Linked DNA regions of Capra hircus: region 1 is linked to region 2. Evidence: chromatin contacts called from public Hi-C data. All regions are on one chromosome and are shown on one strand. Each heading gives the region's core, a stretch centred on a gene start, on an enhancer-like site or on the middle of the called end of the contact. The rest is flanking DNA. Distances are from core to core; before and after follow the strand shown. Region 1 overlaps GATA4 (transcription factor GATA-4). Region 2 has its middle 30 kb from the start of DEFB136.

Evidence for each region. A called contact is a pair of places that touch in the nucleus more often than the background predicts.
Region 1: a contact with region 2 is called in a Hi-C map of blood, with 3 times the contacts expected there. The contact joins two enhancer-like sites. A contact is called at or near these places in 4 of 5 Hi-C or Micro-C datasets (blood and liver).

What each region holds. Positions count from the first base shown.
Region 1 is chr8:7,504,323-7,509,342 of ARS1.2, forward strand. GATA4 (transcription factor GATA-4) reads right to left here. Exons shown (of 7, transcript XM_018051831.1): 6 at 3,450-3,598; 7 at 521-2,207. The coding sequence ends at 2,025. Among named protein-coding and RNA genes, the nearest start is that of FDFT1, 27 kb to the left of the region's middle. Within about 2 kb of position 1,634, at least 1 of the 5 cell types and tissues checked has an H3K27ac peak or open chromatin away from gene starts, as enhancers often do.
Region 2 is chr8:7,386,927-7,391,758 of ARS1.2, forward strand. No RefSeq gene overlaps it. Among named protein-coding and RNA genes, the nearest start is that of DEFB136, 30 kb to the left of the region's middle. Within about 2 kb of position 2,910, at least 1 of the 5 cell types and tissues checked has an H3K27ac peak or open chromatin away from gene starts, as enhancers often do.

The DNA.
Region 1 (5,020 bases), core at 384-2,883, 120 kb after region 2:
AAGTGAAGACAAAATGGACAAAGGAGAGGTTTTCCCCCTCCTCTCCTACTGGTATGGAACCCTTGGGGGGCTTGTTTGGATTAAACCATAATGGAGAAGATGGCAAACAACTCAGTGTGACCCTCCAGTACATAGTGTAAAATAAGGTGGACTGGTGAGTACTACCTCGAAGCCCTCCTTCACACTTCAGCTACCAGTGTTTGCCAGCAGCTCTAGAAACGGCCCCCTTCCTGGGGCAGCAACTTCTAAAAGGCCACAGAACTTCAGTTAAGGGCTGGTTCAACCCGCCCTAGGAAACCAAACCTAGAGGTTACCTGTCGAGTCACAGGCTAGTCAGTAGCAGGGCTCGGATGCATGTCCTTGTCACTAACCCCCGGCACCTACAGAGGAAGTCTCGGCCAACTGCCAAAAGGAATGGACAGAGAAGTGATTCAGCAAAGGGGCCTCGGTGGCTCAGGATTGCTTTGCAGCGGGCAGCAGTGAACTTCTTAGAAAACACCGCGGAGGGAGGAGGAGAAGGGAAAGAGGAATACGGATAAATTTATTAGTTAAATACTGATTTTACAGCCATTTCACCTTAAGACAACGTTAGCAGTTTTGTGGGTTAGGGAAGGGTATACAAGGGGTGGGGGCGGCTTTCGTAAAAGAAAGCCGATGTAAATGATGATTAAAACAGATCTTGGGTTTAAAGATAACCCTGCTACCGCCGGGAGGATTGCGGGGCGGGGGCTGGGTGTTTGTGGAGTAGCACAGAGGAAGGCCAGTCAGCTACACTCTGCGGGCAGCCAGGGCACGGAAGGCAGCAACTTCGCGAGCCCCGGGTCACGGGTAGAAGAGTAGAGATAGGAACGCGGAGAGGAGGCCGATTGCCGAACCGAGGGAGCGGCAGGCGCCCCCTCGCGCCCTTGTATCTTCTCTCATCGCTCGTCGTCTTTCTTCCATGAGTTGTGTTGTGTTTGTTTAAATATATATTGGAAAATCCCTAGCATTTTTGCCTCCTGGACAGACGCCTTCTGCTGGAGAAAGGACGCGGGTGCAGGCAGCGCGCGCCCCTCAGATGGACTCGGCCCGCGGCCCAGGCAACAGGTGTGTTTCCAGGGAACCACAGCGCATCCGCAAGTTCCAGGCCAACAACCCCGCCCCACGCAGCGCAGCCCCAGCCTGGTTGGGGGAGGCCGTCCACCAGACATCCTGTCCAGAAGGATCTCAAGTCTTAGATGACTGCTAGTCAAATTCGCTTCAGCAGCAGAACCTTTTTTGTTCTTAGGAACCCCCCTGAGCGTGATCAGGCGGAAGCAGGATTCAGGGACTAGTTCAAACTGCAGGCTGAGCAGAATCACCGAGAGCAGCGGAGGGGCGTTTCTTTGCAGAGGCCTCGAGGAGGGCGGGGGTGAAGAAAAGGAGCGATTTGAGCCGCGGAAGAAACTTGCAGGGAGACGAGGTTGCCAGGTAGCGAGTTTGCGGAAGCCACTCTCCCCACGCAGCATCTGGTAACACTGGCCCTACACGCAGTGTTTCTGGAGTCAAGATTCAATATGAGGGATGCGGGCGCACTGAGCCCGAAGGGGAGTGTTGGCCGAGGGCAGGACCGGCCGCGGGGCGGTCCAACAACAGATGCCCGCTCTACCTGCCCTGGGATCCCCGGTGCCCGCAGCACCGTGGAAAGGCCACCAGCTTGGGTGCAGTGGTGGAAACAGGGGAGAAGGACTTCTCGTCTCTTGTCGGGGGTGACGGGGCAGGAAAATGAGAAAAGTCTGCAGCTCCGTGGGAGGGGCTGAGGTGTGCTCCTAGTGAAGGGGGTGGTGGGCTCCTCCTGATCAGAGTCTGAGCTCTCCAGTCCCCCACCTTAAAAAGGTATGCGCTAAAATCCCCTAAGCAAATCATTGACTTCAAGTTTCTTCCCAGTTGTTGTCTGGAGTCATTCCCAGACAGAGCAGGCCGGCACCCTGGAGCCCAGAGCCTCATCTCTGCTGTCCCCCGTGTCCCCAAGTCCGGGCAGGAATCCGAAGAGGGAAGGGGTGATATTATGCAGTGATTATGTCCCCATGACTGTCAGCCAAGGCCAGGCTGTTCCAAGGGTCCTGCTTGGAGCTGGCCTGTGGTGACTGGCTGACAGAGGACGCGTAGCCTTGCGGGGAGAGCTTCAGAGCGGAGAGGACTGGGTGGATGGAGGACCCATGGCCAGACATCGCACTGACCGAGAACGTCTGAAAGTGAAAGGTATAAGATACTATCAGTGGGATCCTTCCTACCGGAGAGGGGAGCCCTGCTCTGTAGCTGTGCCCAGGCTGACTCCCACCCCAGGAAGGGGACCAGAGGACAGGGTCAAAAGACAAGGGCGGGAGAGGTACCATGCCGCACTGCTGGCCCCCTGACCCCTGAGGTATGAGAAGCAAGGGATCTTCCTGACTGACCAGCTGCTTCTGAGCACTGACCCGGTAACTCTGTGACTATTCTGGTTTCTCAGACGCCTTTGATGATTGCATCAGACATTTTCTATAATCTTAGCACCATCAATGTCTATTTTCCAAATAGATGCCATTCCCCCCTGCCCAGAAGGGGTTCCTGGCTCTCTTGGTCCCACAGGACCAGTTTCTCTTCACTCTGACAGCAGAAAGCTCATTAGGACATGCTCACCTCAAGTACAGGAGGAGAAGAGATCAATTAATGGGAGACTATGACCAAGTTTGGAGGGATTCTGGTCCCAAATTGGGGAGCCACAGAGGGAAGAGGGTGGAGGAGTAGGGTTGCCATCATATCTGACCGAGGGACATGAGGGTCCCGCTGGCCCATCTCTGGACACATGTGTGAAGCTGGACCTGCAGCCAGCTCTCATTACAATAGCATCCTGCCTGTGATCCCTCATCAACCCCAAGCCTCCCACCCTGCCCGCTGCAGCTTCCACAGGCCAGGAGGGACCTCATCCTCCTGTTAAAATCTACCTACCGTCAAGGTCAAGCCACCCTCACTGAGGAGAAAGACTTGCTTAGAAAGCCCCATTCTGCTTCCCACAGCCTGGGATGGGTTCGCCACTTCCCCTAGCGAGCCCACAGTCTAATTCGGGTTGCAGTCATGCTGTGTGCCAGCCCGTCTTCACTGGCCCTGGCACAGGTGTTGCTGTTTAGTCACTAAGTCGTGTGTGACTCTTTGCAACTCCCTGGACAGGCTTCTCTGTCCACAGGATTTCCCAGGCAAGAGTACTGGAGTGGGTTGCCATTTCCTTCTCCAGGGGTTCTTCCCAACCCAGGGATCAAACCTGCGTCTTCAGCATTGGCAGGCGTGTTCTTTACCATTGAGCTACCAGGGAAGTGTGGCACAGAGTGTATCACGGTTGTGTATCCAAATCGTCGTAGCTTGATCAGATATGCTGAAATATACCCCTGTGTGGACAGCGCCTTGCCTTGGCTGGGGGCCTGGCCACCTGGAGTCTACTTCCCCACGGGCAGTACCTGCGACAGGGAGCTGCTGGGCCCGTAGTGGGATGACAGCCCGGGCTCTGTTTTGATGGGACGCATCTCCTCACTGCTGCTGGCGGCCACACTGCTGGAGCTGCTGGAAGCGCTGGTGGTGGGAGGGAGGCTCTCACTGCCTGAGGGACCTGGAACAAGGCAGAGTCAGGACACCCAGCCCAGGGCCCGGGACACATGGATGGTGGCCCTTGGAGCCAGCTGGGGCAGATCAGCGCTAATGGCCCTGTGTACACTTGCTGGGGAGAGAAGAAGCAGGGCCCTTCATCAGGCCAGGGTGGTCATTCTCATGATGAAGCAGGAGCAGCAGAATTTCAAGGGAACTTCTTCAGATGACTGGCTCATCCCCCCTTATCCCAGATCCTTGGGGCCACATATGTCTCAGGATTCAAAACTTTTGCATTTTAAATGGGGCAAGACCTATATATTATAGAATATCTGCGTCAGGGTCTGGGGCAACACCCAGTAATTAAATACGTTAATAGTTCTCCAGCAAAATGTGAATACTCACACATGGGATAAATAAAGATTATAAATAGCCTGTGTCAGTTCAGATTACGTCTTGCTGCCAAATCTAGCTCCCTAGGTTTGGAGTTTCTGATGGGGGATCGTACACCTGATCCTCCAGGACTCCACCATGTAAAGAGATGAAGTTCCCAGGGGAAGGTGCTGGACATACACACAGTGTGCAAGGAGGGGGAAAGGCCGAGGACCAGCTATGAGACACTGCACGTTCTAATAATACGTGACTGCCAGAAGGGGCAAGCCACTGTGGAATCTGGAAAAGGAGCACTTCGGTCATGTTCTCAGTAGTGGAATAGGGAAAGTCATCTGAACTTGTCAGGCCTTACATTAGAAGATAAAATTTCCATCAGATCAGCTGACTTATTTTCTCTGCCCCTGCCACATTTTCCAGTAAAATCTTTGACAGTGGTACTGACTGAGAAGGAAGTGCTCTTCTTTTAGACTTTTTATTTCGTATTAGAGTTTAGTTGATTAACAATGTTGTGATCGTTTCAGGTGGACAGCAAAGGGACTCAATCATACATATATATGCGTCCATTCTCCCCCAGACTCCCCTCCCATCCAGGCTGCCACATGACATTGAGCAGAGTCCCCTGTGCTACACAGTGGGTCCTCGTGGGTTATCCATTTTAAATATAGCTGTGTGCACATGTCAGTCAAGCAGGAAATGCTCTTGGTAGGGGACCCAAGTAGTCCTCATCTTGAAATCTAGAAATTGAGAGGCAGAATGTATATTGAACAGAATATCCATATTTCCTAAGTGAAACCACAGGGGTTTTAATTCCAGCTCTACCCATTCACAGCTATGTGACCCTTGTTAAGTCACTGCCCTCTCTGAGCCTCAGGTTGCTCATTAGTAAAATGGGGATCATAAATGGGGTCCAGTGAGGGTCTTTAAGGATCAAGGAGACAGTATTGGTGAAGGAGGTTTACAGAGCACAAAGCACACACAATGTCAGTTATACACTAGCTTTCAAATCAATGTCCAAATCTAACTGAACACAGCTCATGGCCCCTGTGTTTCTTGA
Region 2 (4,832 bases), core at 1,660-4,159:
CAAAACCACAGTGAGGTACCATTTCACGCCAGTCAGAATGGCTGCGATCCAAAAGTCTACAAGCAATAAATGCTGGAGAGGGTGTGGAGAAAAGGGAACCCTCTTACACTGTGGGTGGGAATGCAAACTAGTACAGCCACTATGGAGAACAGTGTGGAGATTCCTTAAAAAACTGGAAATAGAACTGCCATATGACCCAGCAATCCCAATGCTGGGCATACACACCGAGGAAACCAGAGTTGAAAGAGACACGTGTACCCCAATGTTCATCATAGCACTGTTTACAATAGCCAGGACATGGAAACAACCTAGATGTCCATCAGCAGATGAATGGATAAGAAAGCTGTGGTACATATACACAATGGGGTATTACTCAGCCATTAAAAGAATACATTTGAATCAGTCCTAATGAGGTGAATGAAACTGGAGCCGATTATACAGAGTGAAGTAAGCCAGAAAGAAAAACACCAATACAGTATACTAACGCATATATATGGAATTTGGAAAATGGTAACAATAACCCTGTATGCGAGACAGCAAAAGAGACACAGATGTATAGAACAGTCTTTTGGACTCTGTGGGAGAGGGCAAGGGTGGGATGATTTGGGAGAATGGCATTGAAACATGTATGTTATCATATGTAAAACGAATCACCAGTCCAGGTTCAATGCATGATACAGGATGCTCAGGGCTGATGCACTGGGATGACCCAGAGGGATGGGATGGGGAGGGAGGTGGGAGGGAGGTTCAGGATGGGGACCACATGTACACCCGTGGCAGATTCATGTCAATGTATGGCAAAACCCATAGAATATTGTAAAAGAGTTAGCCTCCAAAAAATAAATAAATACATTATAAAAAAAAAAGAATACTGGAGTGTGTAGCCATTCCCTTCTCCAGGGAGAAGAGATGGAACCCAGAGATGGAACCGGGATCTCCTGCATTGCAGGCAGATTCTTTACCAACTGAGGCAGCAGGGAAGCTAGAAGAGTAAAATGGTGGTCCCCAAAATATAGCCCTTTTTCTCCTCCCACACCCATTTCCACCTGGCCCCTCAAGATCTTCACACACTCACATGAGTATCCAGCAAGTGGCCTCTGATCACACTGCAGGCTAATGGGTACACACATCTGTGTTCCATCCTACCTGCTAAGGTCAGACATCAGGGAAATCCCTACAAGTCCTGGACATGGACACTGTGCCGTTTGGGCAGGAACTTTTGAGGTTCTTGGTAACCAGAGTGTGGTCTGAAAGTGGGGTTCAGTCTCCTAGGGGTGCATCCCCCTGGCCTGGTCAACTCCTCTGGAGGCAGGGCTGGCCTCTGAAGTGTGGACCTGAGGGCAGGGGTCCCTCTTGCTCATTCTGGGGATGCGACTGTACCCTCCCTTCTTTCTTTCCCCCTGTGGTATGATACAGTGCCTGCTCAGTCACTCCGGCACGTCCAACTCTTCGAGACTCCATGGACTGTAGCCCATCAGGCTCCCCTGTCCATGGGATTTCCCAGGCAAGAATACTGGGTTGGGTTGCCACTTCCTCATCCAGGGGATCTTCCTGACCCAGGTATCAAACCCGCATCTCCTGGATTTGCAGGCAGATTCTTTACCACTTAGCCACCAGGGAAGCCCCTAAATATATTTTACTATTTGGCTTATTATTTGGTTCCCTCCAGGAAAGTGTGATCCCCAAAGAAGGCAGGGATCTGTTTCGATCAGTTATATTCTCTGTACTTACAATGATATTCTCTGTACTTACATAGTAAGTGCTCAATAAATGTTTGTTGAATAAATAATGGATTTGGGGAGTATGAGATACCAGAATAGAAGCCAGACTGGGTGGTTCTTGTCTTTATAAAGCTCCTCTGTTCTACAGAGGGCTTGCCAAACTCCTATTTTCAAGTTTGCAGACTCTAGAGAGGAAAATATGAGTTTTGTTCTTCTAGAGGACAGCTTAAAAGATGCAGGGGCTTAATTTCATATACGCTATTGACTTCAGTACATGCAAACTCAATGGCTGTGTTTTGTGACCGAGACTCTCTCCTTGACCAAACTTTATAGTCAGGATCCCCTGAGCCCTCCTCTCAACTGGGTCTCCAGCTTGGCCCCCATCCTGTCCTCAGGCTGCCTGACCCAGCTGAGCAAGAATCCCCCCGTTTTTGATAACTGAGCACCCTGATATCAATCAACACGGGTGTCTGATCAGGCTCCTCATGCCCCACCCTTGCTATCTAAGTCCTTGTCTGTATTTTGCAAGAATCCCGTTACGTCAGTTTAGCAAGAATCCCCCTAACCTTGATGTCTCCTCTCAGTCATTTTCCATTCATGACCCCCACCCTGCCCCTTGGGTAGAAACCCCCTTGTCCTTGTTGTAGCAGCAATTGAGCGTCCTCTCTCTCTCCTGCGGCCACAGTCATGGCCCCCGTTTGCAATAGTCTTTTTATAAAATATAATTTTATTTACTTTGGACTGTGCTGGGTCTTCATTGCTGCACAGCCTTTTGTCTAGTTGAAGCCAGCAGGGGCAACTCTCTAGTTATAATGTGCTGGGCGCCGGCTTCCCTTTTTGTGGCGCACAGGCTTAGCTGCTCTGCAGCTTGTGGGGTCTTCGGAGACCAGGGATCAAACATACGTTTCCTGCATTGACAGGAGGATTCTCTACCACTGAGCCACCAGGGAAGCCCTGCAATAGTTTTGAATAAAGTCTTTCTTGCCGTATTTTTCATTTTCGTTTTTTAAAACTGAAGTATAGTTGATTTACAATGTTGGGTTAGTTTTTCTTACCCCATTTTCAAAACTTAAAGTCAAGACAGCAGAAGCAGCGGAGGTGGCTCTAGCTGGCTTGTGTGTCACCCTCAGACCTCCATGTGGGGAGGCCCCCGGCCGGCCTGGGGTGGTTTGCCACCTGATCCATCCGATCCGGACCGAGCGGGGCGCTCCCCGCCTCTCCACACCCAGAACACCCCTCCCTTTCTCCAGGTAGTGGCGACTGTTCCCAGGTGGGCCACTGGGTGGCGCCATCGGCATTAATGGAGGGCGCCAAGGACAAGCAGCGGCTAGAAAGGCGGCTTGGGGCTGGGCGAGAATCCTGGAGTGAGGCGTGTTTTCATTATTTTGATTAATGTAACGGTTTTCATGGTGCATATTCACGGGTTAGAATTTATCAGAGTGTATACTTTAAAAACATGAAGATTACTGTGTGCCAATTATAGCTCGATAAAAGAAGTTGTTCAACTTTTTTAAAAGAGCAAAGTATCGACACACATAACACGGGTAATTTTCAAAATCATTATGTTGAATCAAAGCAGCCAGACATAAAAGAGAATGCACTGTGTTGTGCCTAAAAATGGCAACTAATTCTCAGTAACACCACATCAGTGGTTAAGTGGGGACAAGTGTGAAAGCAAGGATGAGTTACAACGGGGCATAAGGAAACTTTCGGGCGAATCGAGGTATTCACTGATGCTGAAGCTGAAGCTCCAATACTCTGGCCACCTGATGGAAATAACTGACTCATTGGGAAAGACCCTGATGCTGGGAAAGACTGAGGGCAGAGAAGGGGTCGACAGAGGATAAGATGGTTGGATGGCATCACTGACTCAATAGACATGAGTTTGAGCAAACTCCAGGAGATGGTGAAGCCTGAAGTTCTGCAGTCCATGGGGTCACAAAGAGACACGACTGAGAGGTGAGGAAGCTGCCGAAGAAAAGTGAAGCTAGCAGAACTTGGTTCATAAGGTTTAAGGAAAGAAGTCATCTGCCTAAGGTAGAAATGCAAAGTGAAGCAGTGGGTGCTGATGAAGCTGCAGTAAGTTACCCAGGAGACCCAGTTAAGGTCATTCATGAAGGTGGCTGCCTATCAATAATAAGGAAGAATCTTGCTTTTCTGTTACAAGTTAACCACTGAAAGAATGCTGCCTATAAGCTTAAATTATACATAAAGGACCATCTCTGAAACACTGCCTCCCAGATAGTATTACGCTAAAATATCTTGTTTAGCTCACAGGAATCACCCTGATCAGGCATACCCATGGATGCCTGCAGGAAGGAAGAAATTAACCCATCCCCTCTGAAAGCTGGCTGGAACCAGGGCTTTACTCCTTCCCCTTTGAGTACAGAGTAAGTCTGAACTCTACCTTTCGGAAGATGGCTCCTTAGGGCACAAATCGCCCACCTTCTGAAACCAACCAGGAGCCTTGCTGCTCGTGGCCAGAGGCCCCCAGATTGGGGAATTGTCCAGCAAGGCCTGAGCAACTGCTGGGACCACTTGTCCTCAGAATCTTCCCTTCAGAATTCCCTGAAGCAGCACTGCCTGCAGCTTGGCAATCAGAACAAGGAATTGACATCTGGGAGCCAGCCGACAGGCTCAATAAAGTCGCTCTAGTGTACAGCCAGAAACTTTATTTCCTCTCTGTTTGGGGCTTTTTCTCCAGAATAAGCCAATTCGCTTGGTATTTGAGTTGAGTATCCTGTTGGAGAGAGGAATGAGTTACTGGCCTATTACTTGATTTGTGAGCCAGTTCGTTTGTTTCTTTGGATGATGGCAATCACATGCGTTGTTTGCGTCTTTAAAAACTGAGGAATATTTTAACTATCCCTAAAGAATGTCCTCTGGGGTGCATTTTGGCTAAGTGGTCTGATTATAGCTATGAACCCATGACGGAGATGAAGATATTTTATTCTAACAATGTGTGGCCACAGTACCTGTTAGGATCTCCGCAAGGGGTTTCAGTTCAATTCAGTTCAGTCGCTCAGTCGTGTCCAACTCTTTGCGACCCCATGAATCGCAGCACGCCAGGCCTCCCTGTCCATCACCAACTTCCGGAGTTCACTCAGACTC